3 separate regions of the Triticum aestivum genome follow, and regions 1 and 2 are each linked to region 3. A link is a contact called in public Hi-C data. All regions are on one chromosome and are shown on one strand. The core of a region is the stretch at or near the end of the contact, and the rest is flanking DNA. Distances in the headings are between cores, read along the strand shown. Region 1 holds the start of LOC123097695. Region 2 holds the start of LOC123097689. Region 3 holds the start of LOC123097693 (acetate--CoA ligase CCL3).

Region 1 (4,708 bases), core at 1,355-3,854, 220 kb before region 3:
AGCTGGGCTGAAGCTTCCCGCTGTTGTACTGACCTTGAGCTTGGGCTTGAGCGATTCGACCGCAGCCGTTGAGCTGCTGTTTGCAGCTTGCTGGAGAAAATGGCAGGAGATCGATTAAGCATGCATGGTGAGATGCAGTTCTGAATGAAGATATGTCATGGCTGAATAAGTTGTTGTGTTATGTTGTCTGACCTTGCCAAGGACCCAATCTGCGGAGTCGAAGTAGGCACGCTCATGGTCCTGCATTATTAGCATGCAACCAGACCAAATCAAGGAAACGTCTTCTTCTAGAGACCCATAGATATTTCATGCGCTGCTCGACAGTGCTTATTTCTGGCTGCTAGCGCTGTTACCTTTGATATGAGAGGCTTCTTGGGCGCCATCCCGCCAAACTTCTTCTCTATGCCGCACGCCTGAAGAAGAACAAGACACTGTATCAGTATCAGAAGAAAATAAATATACGAGACGGAGCAGAGACAGGGCCTCCGCCAAACGCGAGGGAGAAAGCTACGGGATCAGGTTCCAAAGCTCCCTGCAGGCCTGGACGGACGGAAGAAAGATGCATGCATGTACGCACGCACGCTTATCCGTCTGCTCAGTGTACATTACACAGACAGACAATTATCCCTGTTGAGATATATTGCCCACCTTCCTCTATCAGTTCGGACTTTTGGATGAGTTGGCTGATGCATGAATTTAATATGGTATCAGAGCCAAGAGGTCTTGAGTTTAAGACCCTACCAATGCAGTATTAAATAAGACGCTTCGCCTATATCGATCCCAGCCTAGACGAGAGGGGGATCAATCGGCTCGGCTGCCTTTCCGATCGCCGAAACCGACGGACGGCCGAAAGATTTGGCCAAAAGCGGGAGCGTTCACGAACCCCCCTTTTCGCGGCCACTGGACACGAGGGAGCCAAACCAGCAACAAAATCATGGCGATCGACGTGGTTGCCCCTGATCCACGAGAAGGCACTAAAAACATGTGAGCGATCTAGCGATGGCGATCCCCTAACAAAGCCCACGAAAGCGACGCAAGGCTCCGACTCCGATCGATCCTGAGACCGGAGGGCTCGCTGCCGCCGTGTCGACTTCTTGGCGCCGTGGTGAACTGCTGCTGACATGGGAAGGTACCACACCACAGGTGTTTGTTCGTTCGTGCTGTACTAGTAGTACGTTGCTAGCTCATGCGGCTGCAGCTGGTTGCAGCCTGCAGAGGTGACGCGGGCGGGTCAGGTGAGAGATTCTTGCTTGGGCAGTGCCAGTGTGGCGGCCAGTGAAAGTGTGACAGCAGCAGCGTGCGCAGACAAGCGGCAGCCCGTCAGCCATCATGGACGCACACGCACATCACCTTTGTTTCCTTCGGAGCCTTTTGATCGCTCAATAGATTGTTGAGTCGCACGCAGACATCAGACTGCGTAGAGTTTAGCCTTCCTGCCCTTCATTAGTTGCTTCTAGGTACGGTACGTCGTTAGCAAATGTTGGTGCGCGTGGTGTCAGTAGGAGCAATCTGCCATGGCTGCACGTAACCGATGGTGCAGAATCCGTCTTTAATAGATTAGGACATTGCTGGTTTGCTAAGTAGGTGCTGAGGATAAGAGCGTCTTCTTCATTAAGGTGCGCGAGCGCGTTGGGTAATGCTCTCTAGGAACTTGCTCTGAATGGTTAAAACGGCAATTTTGCGGATTAAAACCGCTTCTAGTACTCAAGTTCCAAATTAAGATGCACCCAAATACTGTAACACTTCAGTTTCAGAGAACTGACAAAAGTTAGACATTTTATTTACTGGCTAGCGAAGCACTACAGGCAATCAAACAGAAAAAGGAGAAATGACATGGCCAGTGACACGCTCATGGGAGAACAGAGATAATTGACGAGCTTACTCTGCATATTTGTGTGAGAAAGGTAGGGTGGACAGGGACAGGGCACAGGGTAATACTGACTGAGAACAGCTTCCTAAGCAAGCCCTGTTTCCCCAAGTTGGGTTAGTTGGAACTCCCAAGCTTTCTCTGTTATGCATCAATGGCGTTCATGTACAGCTAATATCTGAACGTATTACTCACTCCACCCATCTCTCTACCAAGTTATACTAACCAACTACGACTCTACGAGTCTCCCATAATTCAGAAGGCTCAGCCAAGGAAACCATTGCAATCAAGTCGCGGGGATGTCGGAGACTACCGACAGAAGAACTTGAAAATTGTAATCATCGATCATGCATCAGTGTTCCGCCGGCAGACAATACACAGAGGCTATGGGGAGCTTACCTCTTCATCCATGGAAACCGATGATGTCTTGGCTTCACCGCAGCCCGCCATCCCCCGCTCCTCTTCCTTCTCCTCCCTCGCCGCTCTGCAAAATAAACGGCAAGCGTGTTGAAGATTCAGTGCTTGGCTACGACCAAAATAAACGGCAAGATGGAGATGGCGAGAAGCTTTGGCATGAAGATCGGGAGGAAAATGTCGTGAAATGAAATCGGCGAGAAGCGTGTTGGGTAGTTGAGACTTGAGAGGGGAGGAAAAACCTTGCGTAGCCTGTGTCTGTGTGGGTGGGAAGAAGAGGAGGAGGAGGAGGCGGCAAGAAGAGAGAAGTCAAGTGCGAGCGGAGAGGGGTGAGGCGATATATATAGAGGTCGCACGCGTGAGAACCATAAAGACCCGGTGCACAACGCAACGGGCATCACATACATGCCTACCGCATGCTGCAAAATGCATGACTCTCATCTCGTTTAACTAGTCTGAGAGAGCATCCTCTCTGCTCTGACACACTCTCAATTTAACGGCTACCTGTTGTACATACTGCAGTGTATAGCAATGCTCATGTTTTAGTTAGACTTTTTTTCCCGGGAATTAGTTAGACATATATTGTTTTTATTTTCTTTAAAATATAAGTACTTATTTCATGATATATTTATTTTTCTTTGCTCGCTGCATGGCATGACCTCAATTTATGCTGGCGCTGCGTACTGTTCGTGTGATGCCTGTGTTGCTCCTACTGATTTTGCGCCTGTTTTCCAACCATAAAAGGCCGCGCTTTATACATGCAGCTAAACAGTAGCGTGTAGCTAGGGTTTGTTAAAAACAATAATAGTGGTTTGGCGAGAAACACGTGAGGTCAAGCCAAATCCAATCAATGTGACAAGAAGATGTGAGCGGGACACGTCGTGCAAAATCTTGGTGTGTGTCAGGTGGGTCTAATTAGCGGACAGGAATAAGTCACCCCGGCGTCCCACAAAGTTTCTAGATATTAGTAGTGCCCTATGGTGCCCGCCAAAAAAAAAAGTAACGCCATATGGAACTACATAATTCGTTTGTTTGAAACGCACACCATACATTGGCAAGACACACTTCTAATCTGAATAGGAATGAAATTGGATGGGTAGAAAGTCCGATTGTTGCTCCCGAAACAACCCGGATCAAGCCCATGTGTTGTGTGCAGGAGGCGGCTCAGGCGAGCACCCGGGCAGCACCGCCGCCGCCCCCTCCTGCCGGCGCCGGCAAACTTTGCCTGAGCAAAGTTCATCGGTGATTCGCGGTGGCAGGAATTCCTCTTTCATGTGGGGCGTTGGGATATGTCAGTCCAGCGAGGCATGGTGTCGCTCAAACGACAGAGTGGCCTAGGCCATCGGCGGACTCTTCTTCCAGGGAGGCGGTGACTTCCAGGTGGCACGACTTCGGGTGTGCTTTATGGCGTCTCCCAAATGACGGTGGTTGGGACGCACGACGGCAGGGCTCCGGTCAGGACACGCGGCACTTGTCGGGGTTACGATCCTGACAATGAGTACTAGGGGTACGAATAAGGGGCATAACCTAGCTACAACGCAGGTGTAACGCTCGGTGTTTAACGAGTTCAGGCCCCTCTCGGCGGAGGTAAAAGCCCTACGTCTCGTGCCCTGGGGCTTGCTTTGATTTGATGGGTATGGTTACGAAGATTGCTCGTGCCCGGCCATGGAGGGGGGTGCGGCTTATATAGAGTGCGCTGCAGCCCACGTCCTCCATGTCGTTTGGGCATTTAATGACACTGAATAGGTCAGTTACTAGTATAATGAGCCTCTACTACGACAGTTACAGGTAACGGTAGCTATGACTCTATTTAGTGGACGACTTAGGATCCCTCAACCATTGCAGCTCCCACAACGCCCTCCTACCTTCTATGTCCAAGTGGTGGTCCATTAGCCGGGTGGTGTGTGATCATCCGAGTGTCGTCGAGTCGTCCGAGTGGACATCCCAATGTAAGTATCCGAATGCTGGCATGGTCCAGGGACCTGCCTATTGTGATGATGGGCCTCATGTAGGTCCCGAATGATGGACCCTTGACCCTACCTGTGATAGGTGACCACATCAGCATTGACCCGGTGGATGTGCACCTCGTGATCTAGCGATGGTGATCTGCCTTTCGTGCACCTATTCTGGTCATATTGGCCCCTCGGTTTACGGGCCTGGGCAGAGCTCTCTCCTGCGAGGTGGTAATCTGCAGTGATGTGCTCCGTCTTTGGTGTTCCCACGGCGACGACCTCACTACAGTTTGTGGTGGCTACCAAAAGGCCTTCGTGAGGGCTCCTCGCTCGAGATCCGGTGGTTGGCTTTAGCAATGAGATGCAAACTATGGATGGCGGCTAGACGTAGAGGGATGTTCCTACATCAAAGACGGCTGCATATCGCATGTAGTTGCTGCGATCGCACAATAGTGGTGGCGAAAACACATGAGAG
Region 2 (4,556 bases), core at 1,169-3,668, 220 kb after region 3:
CAGAAGAATGAGCTCACAGGGGACAATACCGTGCTCCTTTGGAAAGCGCGGACCCGGACCTCGAGGACCAGGAGCGGTGGTCGTCTTCCTCTACCTCGACTGGCGTCCCCTGATCTGACAGCAGTACTGCCAGGCAGTCGAGCGCCGACCGCTTGTGCCTAGTGGGCCACACTCACGTGTGGACGAATGCTTCGTGGCTTGTTGGTTAAATGAATTGGTACGGCAGTACACCTCACATGTTCCTGGTTTGTTAGAATACATCCTCCCCGTTCATAAAAAAACATTATGCCTCGATCGGAGAATAATCAACAAAAGTACACATCAAACATGTGAAAGGTTCCCAGGAATAAGGAAGCTTCAACAATCATGACATCTGCTCAACCAAGAAAGTCTCCTTATCTAAAATAAGATTTAGAATGAAGACATAACACAAGATAGATCAGACTCCCTTTTAGACAACACGAGCATAAAAGGACAGACTGTAAATACGACCATATAAGAAATGAAATAGTGGAGGTGGTATTATAAAATTGAAAAGGGAGGATGTATTTCCAAAGAAGGAAAAAAATCCTGATTCACTACCTGACCTAGGAAACATTGAACGCCAAAGATATAAATTATATTGAAAAATATTTAGAAAAGAAGCAGAATATGGGTCATACTGATTAGTAAGATTGTAAAATGTTGTTGTTGCAAAATAAGTGTCACACATCCTATATACCTAAGAAGTTCACCCCCACTATCTGATTTATCTTAACATGCAAGCTGTCCACGTCAGCATGATGCAACGTCACAAATCAGTTTCCAAACAGCAACCAGTCGGTCTTTTTTTCATGCGAGATGCATTATTCTTCTGGCATACGAGAAGGCCCGCCTGCCAATGGCGTATGTCTTCCAGCCCTTCACGATTCCCATCTTCTTCCCTTCTCCCCGCAATCAATTTCCCCACAAGGAACGCACATAAAACGGATGGGGGATGCGAGCGATCTTCTGCCTTCACCACCCAAAGGACTTTATTTTTCCCTTCGCCCCCATCTTCTTCATCCATCAGCACCACCATAGCTGGGTGTCCGCGCTCCTTCGCCTCCATCCTTGGCGCCCGACTCCTTCCGCTACCACATGTGCTGGAAGGGACAAATTGGAGCCGTCACAGCTCCGCCATGGATAATCTATATCCCTCAACGGGTACATTAGTTCTAATGAATAGCACTACTTTTAGCATAGGCTGCAGCTTCGGAGATGCTCATTGTCACAAATACTAATTGCATCTATATAGAAGCATTGAGATCTCAAAGACTAATTAGTTCGGACCTCAAAGTCAAAAAAGCATAACACTTATAAAATTGTAATCCCTAGAAATAAAATAATCACCTCTAGTATTTAGTAACACATATAAGAGATAAAGTTCAGTCGGTTTTGTCATTTTAACGGAACAATTGGTGAGCATCCCTGAGCTATCATATAACTGAAAAAGAAGCAATGGAGCTACAGAAACCGACACATCTGAGAAGAAGTAGCAGTCCATCGTATGGCAGAAGGGAAATACCATCATATGTAATCGCAGATCTGAAAGATGCAAAGTAGCCGAAAAAATGGATGTACAGAAGCTGAACCTGCTCCTGGGATGATGACTCACAGTCACAGCAACCTGAACCTGGTGGGTGTGTGTGCTTTTATCAACCTGCAAAGAAATTATACCACAAAAATTATCCCTTGTGACTAAAAGAAGGATGATGTAGCTAGCCACAGCATCCCTTCAGATTGTCTATCTCTCTCAAATTCCTCTCTCTTTTCTCCAAAATTAGATGCGATCGAAAATGCAAAGAAACAAAACAAAGCTCTTCATGTTGCCTATTTCTCTCAAATCCCTCTCTTTTCCCCAAAATTAGACTCGGTCGAGAAGTGAAGAAAATAACTTTTGTGCAGTATTTATATATATACCCAGGGGAGAAAAATTATGGAAGCAAATTAGAGGAACTTACATGATTTTTTCTTCTGCATCTTTCATGGTTGACGCACCATGGACATCCGATTCGCCAGCACTGCCGCCTGTTGTGGCTGCTGCTCGCGTTTGCCAGCACTGCGCCTGCTGCGGCTGCCTCTTCCCTCATCCCCGTCGGCTCGACGACCCAAATATGGGACGAGGTAAGGAGAGGTGGCGTCTCTATCATCCCGTGCCAGCGTCGGCGCTTGTGTCCGCCTCTATCTCTCCTGCTCCAGATCGGAATCTGGGAGGAAAAGAGGAGAGGTGGTGGCCCAGATGCGTTGCGTCTGAATCCATGGGCTGAGGAGATGCGACGGCCAGCAAGAGAGCGCGTTGGAGAAGGTGGAGATGAGCGGCGCGGGAGGCCTTGGCGGCGGCGAGCGAGAGGGCGGCGAGGAGGGGGCGAGAGTAAGGGGTGTTTGTTTCCAAGGACTTTTTTGTGCAGGGACTAAAAAAGTCCCTCTTAAATACTTTTTTACCAAACGGGAGGGACTTTTTAGGACTAAATTAGGCATTTGAGACTAAATGAAGAAGACTCTCAAGGAGAGTCTTTTTGGAACTTTTTGAGACTTTTCCAACAATGCCCCTCCATGCACTCATTGGCCCGCCACCCCATGGTGTTGTTTGATTGTTATTTTTCTATATACTAGGGGCAACATGGTCATTTAATAACCTCTAGGAAGGGACTAGGGACTTTTTAGTCTTTGGAAACAAACAGGGAGGGACTTTTTAGGGACTAGGGACTTTTTAGTTGGGACTAAAAAAATCCTAGGACTAGAGAACCAAACACCGCCTAAAGAGAATCGGCGGCGTGGGAAGGAGAGGAGGAAGAGAACGAGGACAGGATGGAAGCTGTGTTGCTTTTCCTTTTACCGTTGGTCGCTGTATACTTCCCTTACGCAGAACTGGAGGAAAATCACTCTATTCCTTTGACCCCACACGTAATCAGCCCCACTCATCAGCGACTCCTGAAGCAACTATTGACGTGAAAATAAACCAACGGTTGACCTGGTGCCAGCAGCCAAAATAGAGAAACAGTAAAAAGATCGTTCGGTCCCTGAGGCTTACCTCGTGCGGTTGCGGTAGAACGGCGGGTAGGCTAGGAGCGTTTATATGTTGAATCGGCGGCACATCGCCCGCTGTCGACACGCCCTCAGTTGCGGCAGGCCGCCAGTGTCGACACTCCGTGTACCTGGTTTTCGGACGACATGGGACACGTCGCGTGGATGTGTGTGTGTGTTCTAGGACTCGGTCGGAACGGGCTATGTTGCGCCAGAGCTATATCTCGCAAGAGCAACTAATCGAGGAGATTGCCTAGAAAAAACTAATCGAGGAGCGCTTCTACGGAAGCCTACCCAGGGTGATTTGAGGTGGCGCCATACTCTCAACCGCCGTCACGTGTCGCGCTCTAAACGCTCTCTTCAGATTTTATTTTTTATTTATTTTTCGCACGTGTTTTCGGATTTTAAAATATATTTTTCTTTTCGGTTTTTCATCGGTCTTTCTTTGCTTTTCGATAAAAAAATTCAAAAAAAAAAATGTGACAGGCACGGCTTTTCAATTATCCATCGTTTTTATTACTTCTGTAAGAGGCCGCACCTCTCGAAAACCAAAAAGTAAGTTTTTTTCCGGAAGAGGTACGGCCGTGCCTCTCGTAAAGGAAAAAAATGCTCTCGCTGTGGCTTTTTCATCCATTATTTTCATGAAAAAAGCTCGTCGAAGCCTATCAAATGGGTTCTAGTTTTAAAAACCTCGATGCGAGGAATCCAATTGTGAAAATAGTTCAAGATTTGGACACACGGTTTAAGAGATAAAATATTTTGAATAAACAGATCTACGAAAAAAAGGAAAACTCACAGGTTGCGACGCCACTTGTCGCAACCTCGGGAGGTGGAAGTGATCTTTGCAAGGAGTACTTCTCAATTAGTGATTTTGATATCTCTCTTATAGCAAGAAGAACGCACGGCTCGTCTGAAGGTTCTTCCCTTCGTCGTTATTTGACCAGCCCGTTTTGTTAGGTTTTTATTCCGTTCAACGTTCGCTCAGGGCTTCGTTCATTCGTGTTTCGACCGTTAGGTGTAGACTTTGGGGGGTTTCTTTTTGGTTTTTCTTCCGGATTTTTATTGTTTCTTCACGGGGGATTTTGGGGTTTTTCCACCGTTTTCTATCTGTTTTTTTGTTTTTTCTTTCTCTCATTTTTCTTTGGTTTTTCTTTAGTTCATTTCTTCGTTTATATTTTTTATTTTAATTTCTATTATATTTTGTTTTATTATTATTTTCCTTTTTTTAGTTTTTAGTAGTTTACTTTGGTGTTTTTTCGTTTCTTCTTTTTTTTCTTTGTTTCCTCGTGGGTTTTCATGGTTTTGTTCCTGTTTTTTGTTTTCTTCATTTCTGAGGTGTTTCTTTCTTCCATTTACACAGTTTTCACCGCTTTTCTTTGTTTTCTTCAACATGTGTCTATATTGTTCATACATATTGGGACATTTTACGTATAAATCAGGAAATTTTCTAAACAAGTTTCACCTTTTTTTAATACGTGATTAATAGTTCAAAAATATGTTTCTGACTATTT
Region 3 (4,399 bases), core at 1,253-3,752:
TCCAAAATGGGCGATAAATGTAATCAACTACCAGATGGCCCACTTCTTTGGGGGGGAATATAGGTGATAATCATAGATATCACCTTGCCAACTGGGAATTGGTGTCCAGAAGGAATGATTTTGGTGAACTGGGTGTTCCAAATATTAGAGATTTTAATATGGCTCTTCTAGCCTCTTGCCGGAAAAGATATTTTGACAGTGAGGGGAGGAATTGGAGAATTCTGATTGATCATTAGTACAACACAGAAAACCCTAATGTATTGGCCTAGAAATGGGGTTGGATCTCCATTCTGGAAAGGCATTACCTGGGCTTTAAGTGCCTCTAACACATTTTACAAATGGAATGTGGGGAATGGGAAAAGTGTTAGCTTCTGGCATGGCACATGGCTGGGGGATTGTTCCCTTAAAGTTAAATATTGGCCTCTGTTTGAAATTTGTAACCAACCTCTCTGCTCACTAGCCCAAGCCTGGGATGGTGCAAACTTGAAACAAACTGGTTGTACAGAAACATGGAAATGTTGAAATACATTGTCCACCCTTCTCCATCAGTTCGGACTTTTGGATGAACTGGCTGCTGTATGCCATTCATTCAATAGAAACGATAACAGCATGTGGATACAGCAATACGTGAAACAATATCCTTTACAACTTCATTTTGAGAAGTATGCCACTCCATTTCTGTATTCATGTGAACCATCAAATCTCAGCATGTGTTTGTTTAATTGAAATGCACAAGACATGTGTGTTGAAAGGAGAAGCTTTTAACATGCCTTCCTATCATACGAGAAGTTGAGGGCTGAAGAAGCGCAACATTCACCCACCCATCTATTAATAGTCTATCAAATGATGGGACCTCATATCTGTTACAAGAAATCCAGGAGCTGAAAGCTCATTTATGACCACAAATAGCTACGTATATAACCTTTTGAAGGTAGCATAAGGGAATAACGAGAATATATATATTTCTGACTCTCCGAAAATAACGTTTTACCGCTCAAGGCAAGTTTGAATGATCAAATGGAAAGTTTCTATGTTATGTTTTTTGGAATAAAATTTTGAAGGTAGCGTAAGTGAATAACGAGATGCTATCTATTCCTGACTCTCCGTAAATAACATTTTACCGCTCAAGACAAGTTTGAACTTTGAATGATTGAATGGAAAGTTTCTATGTTTTTTGTCCGGATAGAATGCGTATAGCCAGGTCCTTACACTTGTGTGAACTTGAATCTAAACATTTCAGTCGATTATTTGTAAGTAGAGATGGTATGACACCTGAGCTAAATCCCAATTGAAATTTACCATGCGCTCAAAATTGAAATCAACGAGGAACTGTTATATGGAATTCAAACATTTGCTGAAAGTTTTACAAGATCTGGTCAATCTGATTAAGCAACTACATGGTCAAACATTGGGTTCAATAGGATTAAAGTGTCATAGGGTCACTGGTTGATAATCAAAACTGTTTCGGGTCTCTACTGACACAGTCAGAAAATAACGTTTTACCTCTCAGGGCAAGTTGAATGACCAAATGGAAAGTTTCTATGTTTTGTTTTTTCGAATAGAGTGCGGTATAGCCAGGTCCTTACACTTGTGCGAACTTGAATCTACACATTTCAGTCTATTATTTGTAAGCAGATATGGTACGACACTTGAGCTAAATACCAACTGAATTTTATCATGTGCTTACGAGTGAAATCAACGGGGAACTGTTATATGTAATTCGAATATTTGGTGAAAAAATTGCAATATTTGATCGATCTTACTAAGCAACCACATGGTCAAACTTTGGATTCTGTAGGGTTAAAGTGTCACAGGATCATTGTTTGACAATCAAAATAACTTCGCGTCTCTACTGACACACGTATACAAGTTCGTAGGACCTGATGTGTGAAGTTGATAGGACACGAGCGTGCAAGTCTAGGGAGGTACGGCCTATGGCACAGTTCCCTCAGAACACACCGGACCAGAGGCACACCTAGAGGAAGGGGGGAGAGGGGAGAAATGGAGGAGAAGGGAGATGGCATCCCGTACCGTGCTCCCGTGGGCGACGGAGCGGCGGGCGAGGGCGGAGGCGAGGCGGCGGCAGCGGCGGTAGGTGTCGGCCCAGGTGTAGCGCAGGGCGCCGTGCACGAGGGACGCGCGGGCCGGGTGCGCCAGCGCGGCGCGCTCGAGGAACCAGAGCGGCGTGAGCGCCGTGTAGTTGGCCGCGTTCCGCGGCAGGTCGTCGACGTCCCTCTCCGCCGCCATTTCTCCCCAACGCCGCGGCCGGCTGCCCCCGCCTCTCTCTCTCCCCTGAGTGGGTCGCTCGTGTGACTTTGACTTGGCACGGTATCGCCGATCAAATGGGGGCGCTGCGCCCGGCTTGGCTTGCGTTATATATGCCATGCCGATGCCGGTGGGGCGATCGTGGAGAGGGGGGTGAGGAGCGGGTGGTGGGGATCCGCCGCCACGGCTCGTGGCGCGGCAGCCGGCCGGGGTGGGTGGGTGGCGTTCCGTTGTTAGTTTATCGGCGACGCCCGTCCGTCCGGTTCCGGTGTAATGTATGGTCCCGTTGCGAGCGGGGAGATCCTGCGACGTCGACTGGCGCATTCGCCGCTCTGTACCGTAGCGGGGCAGTCTCCATGCGCCGCGCTTGTACAGTAGCGGGAAAGGTCTTGGATTGGACGTGCACGAAATGAAGCTCGCGTCTGTCGTTGCCGGGACCTGGCCATTGGTTTTCCCGGTCACACGATCCTTGCCTCGGTACCAAGGACGAGAAAAACTGAGGGCAACGATGCCGGACCGGAGGTTTTCCCGGTCGTTTCCAACGATGCCCGCGGCGAACGATTCGCGTCCAAACAAATCGAAGCTTCTGCAGCAACCTTTTTGCAGTCAGTAGCAGTGTCGATTGTCAAAAAAAAAAACTTAGGCTTCCACTCTGTCAAGCCACGATGCTAAGAAAATATTGATAGTCATAACACACGATGATTCAAATCGATACGGTTTCTAAGAAAATGATGCGCTTGGTGGGACGAAGTCAGGGCAAAAAGGTGATCTGCACGCTCAAGCGACCACAACAACCGCCTCCATTTGGTTATGCACTATCACACAAGACTAGAAGAGGCTACACAGCGTAAGCCATGAGGGCTTTATCTGAACAACAAAACACAGCGGAACACAGAAGCAGAGTTCGTGTTCTATCTCCCTCTTGTACGTATTTTCTTGAAAGAAAACGAGTGCTTGAATTTCTTATAAAGACAAGCCTTCACTTGGGAATTTACCCAGAGCATAACCTTTATTCACGATGGCGCTATCGTCCACAGTCCACTACACGTATGTGTATCTCAGCATTGGAGCTCACATCCTGCTCTTCTTCACAGGGCCAAGCTCCTTGGCCTTGGCCCTCAGCTCGTGCTTCTTGATCTTCCCCGTCGCCGTCTTGGGCAACGGCCCGAAGACGACCGACTTGGGGACCCAGTAGGCCGGCATCCTTTCCCGGCAGAACCTCATGATGTCGTTCGCCAGCGCCGCCTCGTCGGAGCCACCGGCCCCTTCCTTGAGGGTAACGAAGGCACAGGGCGACTCCCCCCACCGCTCGTCGGCCCTGGCGACCACCGAGGCCTCCAGGACCGCCGGGTGCATGTACACCACCTTCTCCACCTCCAGGGTGCTGATGTTCTCCCCGCCGGAGATGATGATGTCCTTCATCCGGTCCTTGACTTCGACGTAACCGTCGGGGTGCTTCACGCCGAGGTCGCCGGAGTGGTACCAGCCGTGCGCGAACGCCTCGGCGTTCGCCTTGGGGTTCTTCAGGTAGCCCTTCATCACGGCGTTGCCCCTCATCACGATCTCCCCGTAGGACTTGCCATCGGCCGGGACGGGGACCATTGTCTTGGGATCAACCACGTCCAGGCCTTCCAGTGCGGTGTACCTGATGCCCTGCCGGCAGTGCAGACGGGAGCGCTCCTCCAGCGGCAGGTCGTCCCACTCGGGCTTCCACGCGCACACCGTCGACGGGCCATAGGTCTCAGACAGGCCGTAAGTGTGGGTGACACGGAAACCGCGGATAGAGAGCGCCGCAAGAAGCGATGGTGTCGGGGCGGCTCCGGCCACCATGACATTGACCACACGGGGGAGTGGCAGGAAGGTCTCGCTTGCAGGAGCGTTTATGAGATTGTTCATGACGACCGGCGCAGCGCAGAAATGTGTCACTCCTTGTTTTGCAATACCAGTGTATATAGCCTTTGTGCTCACCTGCACAAGCACAATGAATGGGTCTTGAGAATCAAATTTGACACATAGCATCAGATGAATGAATGTATTGCACAGTTGTTTTATCTTGTTTCTTTTTTACTCTTGGAAATGATATTCATGTTAGTTAGTATTAGAAGGCTAAACTAAAGTTTGCATAGTTGCATAA

Evidence for each region. Hi-C and Micro-C count contacts between places; a contact is called where the count stands out from the background.
Region 1: a contact with region 3 is called in a Hi-C map of leaf, with 4 times the contacts expected there. The contact joins the promoter of LOC123097695 here to the promoter of LOC123097693 in region 3. A contact is called at or near these places in 2 of 5 Hi-C or Micro-C datasets (both in leaf).
Region 2: a contact with region 3 is called in a Hi-C map of leaf, with 4 times the contacts expected there. The contact joins the promoter of LOC123097689 here to the promoter of LOC123097693 in region 3. A contact is called at or near these places in 2 of 5 Hi-C or Micro-C datasets (both in leaf) and 1 of 1 datasets of contacts at active chromatin or transcription factors (leaf).

What each region holds. Positions count from the first base shown.
Region 1 is chr4D:324,586,429-324,591,136 of IWGSC CS RefSeq v2.1, reverse strand. It overlaps LOC123097695, which reads right to left and starts at 2,604. Exons shown (of 7, transcript XM_044519508.1): 1 at 2,524-2,604; 2 at 2,267-2,351; 3 at 354-413; 4 at 193-240; 5 at 34-90. The coding sequence starts at 2,317.
Region 2 is chr4D:324,146,771-324,151,326 of IWGSC CS RefSeq v2.1, reverse strand. LOC123097689 reads right to left here and starts at 2,418. Exons shown (of 5, transcript XR_006447412.1): 1 at 1,983-2,418; 2 at 1,614-1,681; 3 at 18-1,124.
Region 3 is chr4D:324,367,475-324,371,873 of IWGSC CS RefSeq v2.1, reverse strand. It overlaps LOC123097693 (acetate--CoA ligase CCL3), which reads right to left and starts at 2,502. Exons shown (of 3, transcript XM_044519506.1): 1 at 2,032-2,502. The coding sequence starts at 2,385. LOC123097694 (acetate--CoA ligase CCL3) reads right to left here. Exons shown (of 3, transcript XM_044519507.1): 3 at 3,049-4,233. The coding sequence ends at 3,337.